2 separate regions of the Mus musculus genome follow, and region 1 is linked to region 2. A link is a contact called in public ChIA-PET data. All regions are on one chromosome and are shown on one strand. The core of a region is the stretch at or near the end of the contact, and the rest is flanking DNA. Distances in the headings are between cores, read along the strand shown. Region 1 holds the start of Heca (hdc homolog, cell cycle regulator). Region 2 overlaps Reps1 (RalBP1 associated Eps domain containing protein).

What was found. ChIA-PET counts read pairs in DNA pulled down with a chosen protein or histone mark.
Region 1: a contact with region 2 is called in an RNA polymerase II ChIA-PET map of memory CD8 T cells, with 89 read pairs. The contact joins the promoter of Heca here to the enhancer-like site in region 2. A contact is called at or near these places in 1 of 39 promoter capture datasets (second pharyngeal arch cranial neural crest), 3 of 484 Hi-C or Micro-C datasets (cerebral cortex and uterus), 3 of 115 datasets of contacts at active chromatin or transcription factors (bone marrow-derived macrophages, hepatocytes and memory CD8 T cells) and 2 of 9 other capture datasets (liver and pancreatic islet).

The regions. Positions count from the first base shown.
Region 1 is chr10:17,946,517-17,950,588 of GRCm38.p6, reverse strand. Heca (hdc homolog, cell cycle regulator) reads left to right here and starts at 2,522. Exons shown (of 4, transcript NM_001033432.3): 1 at 2,522-3,080. The coding sequence starts at 2,807.
Region 2 is chr10:18,069,030-18,072,682 of GRCm38.p6, reverse strand. All of the region lies in intron 1 of Reps1 (RalBP1 associated Eps domain containing protein), which reads right to left. Among named protein-coding and RNA genes, the nearest start is that of Reps1, 15 kb to the right of the region's middle. Within about 2 kb of position 2,337, at least 89 of the 459 cell types and tissues checked have an H3K27ac peak or open chromatin away from gene starts, as enhancers often do. A contact at or near this core is called in bone marrow-derived macrophages, cerebral cortex, hepatocytes and 4 more, where this site is marked.

The DNA of each region.
Region 1 (4,072 bases), core at 1,273-3,772, 120 kb after region 2:
ATGCCTCCATTAATGTCATAAGTTCTTTCAGTTTTCAGACCATCTTGACTGTACTCCTTAATTCCCCAATTTTAAGTGGCCACTGACTCTTCCTGCATCTACCTCCAATTCACCTGTCTTCATTTATTCATTTTTCTTGTAATGGACTTAATGTCCTACCATGTACAATACACTGTGTGTATGATAAGACAGACACAATACTGCCATCACAGCAAGCTCCAAACAAGAGACAAGTGAGTGAATAACTTCATCCTAAGTGTGTAATGTAAGCCTTTTTGGTGAAAAGGTATGAGGGTCCATGGAGGCAAGCCTAACTTTGGGTTACCAGAGAAGACTTGGTAAGTTATTAATGGCTTAGTGGAGATATTAAGGTTCAGAAGAAATACAGGCAGAAGAATCCTTTAGGTATATTTCACACATTTGAAAAATTTGTACTAAACATGATAGTGGAGAAGGCTTTATATTAGACTGCAGAGTTAGAAACACAACCTGCCCTGTTCTACTGATACAGGGTGTGTGTATGTGCGCACAATGTGTGAATATAAGACATAAACACATCATAAGCACAAAATAGCTATTCTCTAGCTGGGGAGATACTTAAATTGGTAAAGTGCTCTTTGTACCAACTTAAGAACTTTATGTGACCCATGTAAAAACTGTGCACAGACACACATATCTATAGTCCCAGAGCTGGGAGGCAGAGAAAAGTGGATCCCTGGAACTCACCAGCTGGTCATCTAATATGTCCGTGAGCTCCAGGTCCATAAGAGACCCTGCCTCCAAAAAATAAGGTGGAGAGGAATAAAGGAAGACACCTGATACTAATCTCCAGCACACACATCTCTCTTCCACCTCTCCCTCCTTCCTTCCCTATCTATCTTAGCTATCATTTGGGCCTTCTAAAGAATTACTTTCCTTTAACATATAGTGTACTGCGTCCAACTAGCAATTGCTCTCAAGAATACAGTGTTGCTCCAGGCTCTGCCCATCAGAATCCTGGCTAGGAAGTCATGTGGATGGCTCTTCTCTGAGCAATTCCTTGGCCATCTTTCTAGACCCTTCAACCTAGCCACAGTGCCTTGCCTCAACAGTCCAGTCGATTAAAGATCACGCCATAGGAAGAAGACACTGTAAACGAGTTCAGTGTTTTTCTGTAGTCATGGATCAAGAATGTCATTTATACATTCACCAAGATCAGTTCAGTTGTTTCTTACGGCACCCAAGATAAAAATATGGCTGTTTCATGCGAGGGAACAGAGGAAAATTATTTAAGCATATACATTGCCAACGTAATCAGAGGTAGACAGGAGAAATAAACTGTGATACTCGGGACAGCTCTTCTGGTAAGGTATGGGATCATTCTGAAGAAATGAGCTGAGATCAGAAGGGTGGAAAGGAGCGGGTCTTTGAAAGGGGCAGAAGAGAGTGCAGAAAAGGAGATTACATCAAACTCTTCCCAGGAACCCTGTGCTCTCATCTCTTTTTCTTTCTTTCCGTTTTTCTTCTTTAATAATAGATTTTTAATACACTATATTCTGCTCTTCTTTCCCCTTCTCCAGCTCTGCCAAGATCCTCTCCACCTCCCTTCCCAGCCGAATCCACAGCTTTCCTGCCTCTTCTTAGAAAACAAATATGCATCTAAATAATAATAAAATAGATAAGATGAAAACAAACACACAATATAGGACAAAACAAACAAATGAAAAAGCATGAGAAAGTCATATAGATGTATTCGTTCAGTGAGGAATTCCACAAAAAACAGAAAACTGGAAGCCATATGTCTATACAAAAGACCTAAAAAGATTACACATATATATATATATATCCCTGACAAAACATTCTGAGACAAAGAACCTCTTAAGATTCAACTGAGTCTCTTTTGTGTTGGCCATCTACTGCTGAGCATGGCTGTGCCCTCACTTCTTCACCTCTGATGTCCTCCTCACAACCCGGCCGTTCTCTCCAGACAACTCAGTCTTCTTTGTGCAGCCTGGCTCCTCCTGGCTGGCTCTGCTTCTGACAGAACCGACAGAACCCTTGGGTCTCTGGTTGGTAGGTCTGGGCTAAATAAGCTTTCCACCACGAGACTGAAGAATTCCCATACAGGAGCTCAACTGCACTCTCCAGAAACTCCTATCTTACCATTGTTGAGCCGCAGAGCCATTGAGCGAATTATTAATCCGAAACCCTTTGTTTTGCTCTCCTGTTCTAGTCACCTGTTTGTTTTTCCAGACCACGTTGTCAGGTTTAGCTCCAGTAAGGTCAGAAGGCCAGTTAACAACTTCACGAACACTGCCTGGCTCCCAGTCGTGGCTGTCAGCACACGCGGGAAGCCCGCCAGCCTCCCTCTCCCAAGAAGGCGCCTGGATGACGTCACCCAGAGCCGAGGGCTGAGCGCCGAGCGTGACGTCACGGGGGCGGAGCGAGTTGCCGTGAGGTCACTGGGTGGGCGGGGCCGGGCTCAAGCCCCAGTGTCGTCACGGGCGGGGGCGGGCCTGGAGCGTGTCAGCGCAGCCGAATCAAAACAAGCCCGAGACCCGCCTTTTCCCTCGGGCTCCTCCGCGTCTCGCTCTGCTCGGGGGCCCGTTGCGCCCGCGCGGCTGCGAGCCTCGGGTGGCCGCGCGTGGCCGCGCCGGCTTCTGCCGCGGAGGGCGCGGCGGCCGGAATGTCGCGGCGAGGGCCGCGCGGCGGGGCGGGCGCCTGAGGAAGAGCGGCCGGCCCGCGCTCTCCGTGGCCGCCCCGGTGCGGCGGGGGAGCCGCCTTCGTGGGCGCCGGGGACCGGGACACCCGCGAGCGGGCCGGGGAGATGCCCAACCCCAAGAACAGCAAAGGCGGCCGCAAAAACAAGCGCGCCAACAGCAGCGGGGACGAGCAGGAAAATGGAGCCGGGGCCTTGGCGGCGGCGGGTGCGACAGGCGCGGCGGCCGGAGGGGCCCTGGCGGCGGCGGCGGCGGGCTGCGGGGCGGCGTCGCCCGGCGCGGTGGGCACCGGCGGCGCGGCGGGCCCGGGAGGTGCGGGCACGGGCGCCGCCAACGCCACCGTCGCTGCGGGGGCTGCAGCCGCGGGAGACGCTAAGAATGGTAAGACGACAGCGGCGGGGCGAGCGCCAACTTCCTCACCGACGGGCGGGCGGGCGCGGTGGCGGGGCCCTGGGTGGCGCGGGCGGCGCGTGGACAATGCGAGTCAGGAAGTGCTCGCCCCGCCCCACCGCCCCGCGCTGCCTTTCCTTTCGTGGTCCCCACGCGGAGCGGCGTGGACCGGGGCTGCGGGCCCCGCGGCGGCGCTCCGGTTGGTGCCTGCTCCCCGTGGTGCCCGCGCGGGCTGAGTCTGAAATGTCCCGGGTTGGTGGGAGCGAGGCAGCGGGCAAGCAGGAAAAGGAGCCCAAGTTAGAATGATCCGATTGGAAACTTCCCTGCTCACCGCGACCCACCCACCCACCATTGCCCCCAAAGAAGAAAAGCTGCAATTCCCAGCAGATGTAGGCCTGTTGCCTGATTGCCACAGGTGGAGAGAGAGAGAGAGAGAGAGAGAGAGAGAGAGAGAGAGAGAGAGAGAGAGAGAGAGAGAGAGAGTGTGTGTGTGTGTGTGTGTGTGTGTGTGTGTGTGTGTGTGTGGTGTTCATTTAATTCTCTTGTCTTGCTCGAGGAAGGAAGAGAATCTGAACTTGACTTCCGTTCCCAACCTGAAGTGTTTGGGTGTCTTTTTCTTTTTTTTCTCTCTCTTTCTTTCTCTCTTTTCTTCCTTTTCTTCCTTTCCTTCTTTTCTCTTTCTTTCTTTCTTTCTTTCTTTCTTTCTTTCTTTCTTTCTTTCTTTCTTTCTTTCTTTCTTTCTTTTCCTGTCCCTTGTATAATTGTTTCACATTTGTTTTTCTGAAGAAGCCCTGATAATTTCATGAGCGCTTGAATGATCCTTTAGAAGGGAGGAATGCAGGTAATAGCTAAGGTGTGACAGGATTTTCCCTTCTTACCACAGGATGCCTGACATTTATTTGGGCAGCTTTTAAACTTTTTTCTTCTCAGGTAGTTTTTCAGGGGAAAAAAATGTACATTTTAATGTAAGTAGATGAGAATCG
Region 2 (3,653 bases), core at 1,088-3,587:
TCAGCAGAAAAGTGGAAATACCTACTTCTAAATTTAAAGTTACAAATATGTCAATTAGCTCAGCATCCTCCTTACAGTAAGTGCTATATAGTAAATACTTACTATTTTAAGAATTAGAGGTAGATAATATTGGGGAGGGGAAAAGACACTGCTTTTAAGCAGTCGGATCTGGACCATCAAGAAAGAACAGGCCTGCCAGGTGGGGGCGCACGCCTTTCATCCCAGCACTCGGGAGGCAGAGGCAGGCGGATTTCTGAGTTCGAGGCCAGCCTGGCCTACAAAGTGAGTTCCAGGACAGCCAGGAAAATACAGAGAAATCCTGTCTCGAAAAACGAAAGAAAGAAAGAAAGAAAGAAAGAAAGAAAGAAAGAAAGAAAGAAAGAAAGAAAGAAAGCAAGCTTTTGGTAAGCTGAAACACCAGAGGCAATCCAAATGGGGAATGTTAACAGAGCAGAGTAAGGACTGTAGTAGAGGTGAGGCGGAAAACTAGAGCAAACCAAAGGAGAGTTTTAACTGACAGGCTAATCTTCACAGAGCAGGTCTCAAGAATACCCTGTAACTTCTAATGCCCTTTCTTGTTCTTTAGCTGAGTTGGCTGGGACTTACGAGGCCACTGTAGCAGTATAACCATGAGGAAAGGCTGGAAACACAATGGCAAGAAAGCACTGAGAAGCTGAGACCTTTCAAAGGGTTCTCGGGACCTAATGCAGAATAGAAGGAATCAAAGCTAACTCTGAAAAGGAGAAAGGACATGGAGACAACAGGGGCACTAAACACAGAGTTAGTTCTTCAGCACCAGGATGGAAGACACAACAGCCACCAAGATGATATCCTGTGACTACTGCAAGGGAGGTGGTAAGACAAAGAAAGACCCACAGAAAGGCCTGGATTGGTTAAGCAGGATAAAAGTGAACTCTATGATTATCTTTAGGTCAGCCATGGTGGCACATGCCTTTAATCCCAGCACTTGGGAAGCAGAGGCAGAAGGATCTCGGAGTTGATCCAGGCCACCCTAGCATATAGAGCTCCAGGACAGCCAGGGCTATACAGAGAAATACTGTCTCAAAAAAACCAAAACCCAAAACCTAACCCAACAGAAGAGAAGAGAAGAGAAGAGAAGAGAAGAGAAGAGAAGAGAAGAGAAGAGAAGAGAAGAGAAGAGAAGAGAAGAAGAGTATCTTTAAGGGGCTGGATAGCTCAGTACTCAATGACTAAGAGCACATACTGCTCTTGTAGAGGAGCTGCACCTGAGCTCAGTCCCCAACACCACCTCCAGCCGCTCACAACGCGCTGTAACTCCAGACCCAGGGACCCAATATCAATGGCCTTTGCAAGCACCTGTGCCCATGTGGATGTATTTATGCACACAGATACATACATACATACACACATATTAAAATAACAATAAAAATCTTTTTTTAAAAAAGAAGGCAAATGCAAAAGGTAGATGACTAGTACTTAGGGAAAATAGGGTCCATGGTGGCCAAGCAGAAACAGGAGTCATTTGTTCTTTGACTGTAAAAGAGAATAGAATCGGACAAGGGGATGTGCAAAGTCAAGAGAACTACACTGGAAGCAAAAAGAACACTGCAGAAACTAACCACCATACTACACCACTGCAGAAACTAACCACCATACTATATCACTGCTGAGTATGGCAATTACAGCTTTGCCATTTGTTAGGTACAAGTGAGAAACACTAGGTTTGGATTCCTTCCAGAATTAAGTCTAGAAGGAAATGTGATCAAGGAAGTAAAAGACTTCTGACTGAGGTGGTTTAAAACTGTGGGCAGTGAACAGAAAACCTAACCATAACCTCCCTTCCTCAGGCCACCGTTCTTTCTGAAGGTGGGCTCTTCTACTGCCAAGGCTTAGCCACTTCTGCTTCTGTCCCTGCAGATTTGCACAGTGATTCTGACATGGCCCAAGCTGCAAAGGCCTAGTCTAGGAACTGTGCTATCCTGAAGTGATACTGTACAAAGGCGCCCCCACCCATAACTTCCTTTGTGGCTCTCCCTGTCCCCAGGTCCTCAGAAACTCTCCCTAGCTTATGCTTCATATTGTATTTTATGAACAAGCATGCATGCAGTGGGATGCCCAGATTCTACCACAGCTAATCCTTATCATTGCAAATAAATTTCTACTTTTTGTTTTTTAAAAATTCTCAGTCTGCTATTACACTTTTAAAAAGTTCTCAAAGGGAGAAGAAGGGACTGGCAAACAGGCAAACGCATCAGCAAAGTCAGAGCTCAGATTCAGGGCTATTTGTTCCTGTTCTTGCTCCCTCTCTCTCCTCATGCCCAGAATGCTGATTGGGGTGGGGAAAAAGCACCCACAGAGCTAGGCAGCAAGCCAGCCAAGCACAACTTCACCCCCACACTTTCAACTCCCTGCCTGAGGAGGCCTGCCTTACTCCCTCATCCTCATCTCTCGAGGAGACTGCAAGAGCAGGACGAAGCAACTGACTAGCCCTAAAAAGTTGTCTGTGTTTTCTAAACATCTATTCTGCATTTCTGCTCCTCTCCTGTGACACCATGAGATCATGAAAGAAAAGGAATCTGAATTTAAGATAGGTGACAGCCTGTAATCTTAGCACTTAAGAGGCTGAAGCAGGAGGATTGTGAATTTGAGACCACCATGTAGGACATCAATGGAGGGAGGAAGGGAGAAAGGAGGGATAAGAAAGGAAGGATGGATGAGCGAAAAAGCCAGGACGGGGAAAAGAGGAAAAGAAGGAAGCAAGGTGGAAGGGAGGAAGGGAGAAAGGTAGGAAAGAGGAAAACAAAAAAGAAATCTGAATTTTATTCACAACACTTTTCCAGTGTTATTAGCTCTGAAGACACTGGAAATGCAGCAAGCAATGGACAAACTCCAAATGGGACCATCTGCTCTGGCTAGTTTTATGTCAACTAGACACAAGCTGGAGTCATCTGAGAGGAGGGAGCCACCGTTGAGATAAATGCCTCCATTAAGACTAGACTACTAAGACAAGCCTATACAGCATTTTCTTAATTAGTGATTGCTGAGGGAGTGATCAACCCTCTGTGGGTGGTGCCTTTCCTGGGCTGGTCCTGGGCTCTATAAGAAAGCAGGCTGAGCAAGCCATGGGGAGCAAGCCTGGAAGCAGTACCCCTTCATGGCCTCTGCATCAGCCTCTGCTTCTGGGTTCATGCAATGTGTGAGTTCCTGCCCTCGCTGCTTTTGAGGGTGAGCTGTCATATATGGAATTGTGAGTAAAATAAACCCGTATCTCCCTAAGTTGTTTTGGTCATGGTGTTTCATTGAGGCACAGAAGCCCTAAGACACAACTGACTGGGAGGGAAAGAGCTTCCAAGAATCCAAATTGTTCCAATCAGGATCTCTAAAGCCTACCAAAGTGAAGATAGTTCATAAAGGACGAGGAAGACCCTGGGAGCGGAAGGAGGGGGTTCCAAACGAGGGAGCAGCCTGATAAGAAGCAACTACTAAATAGCACAAGCTCTGTAACAAACAGATCACAGGCTGCTGAGCTGAGGCATAAAGTCCATGTTAGGACAACAATCAGGATGGAGCTGGACATAGGAGGAAAGCTGCCAGTGCCTTTAAAAACAAAAAACCAAAACCAACATAGGCCAACAGCCTTGAAACAGCAATACTTTAGCCCTGAGTTGGTG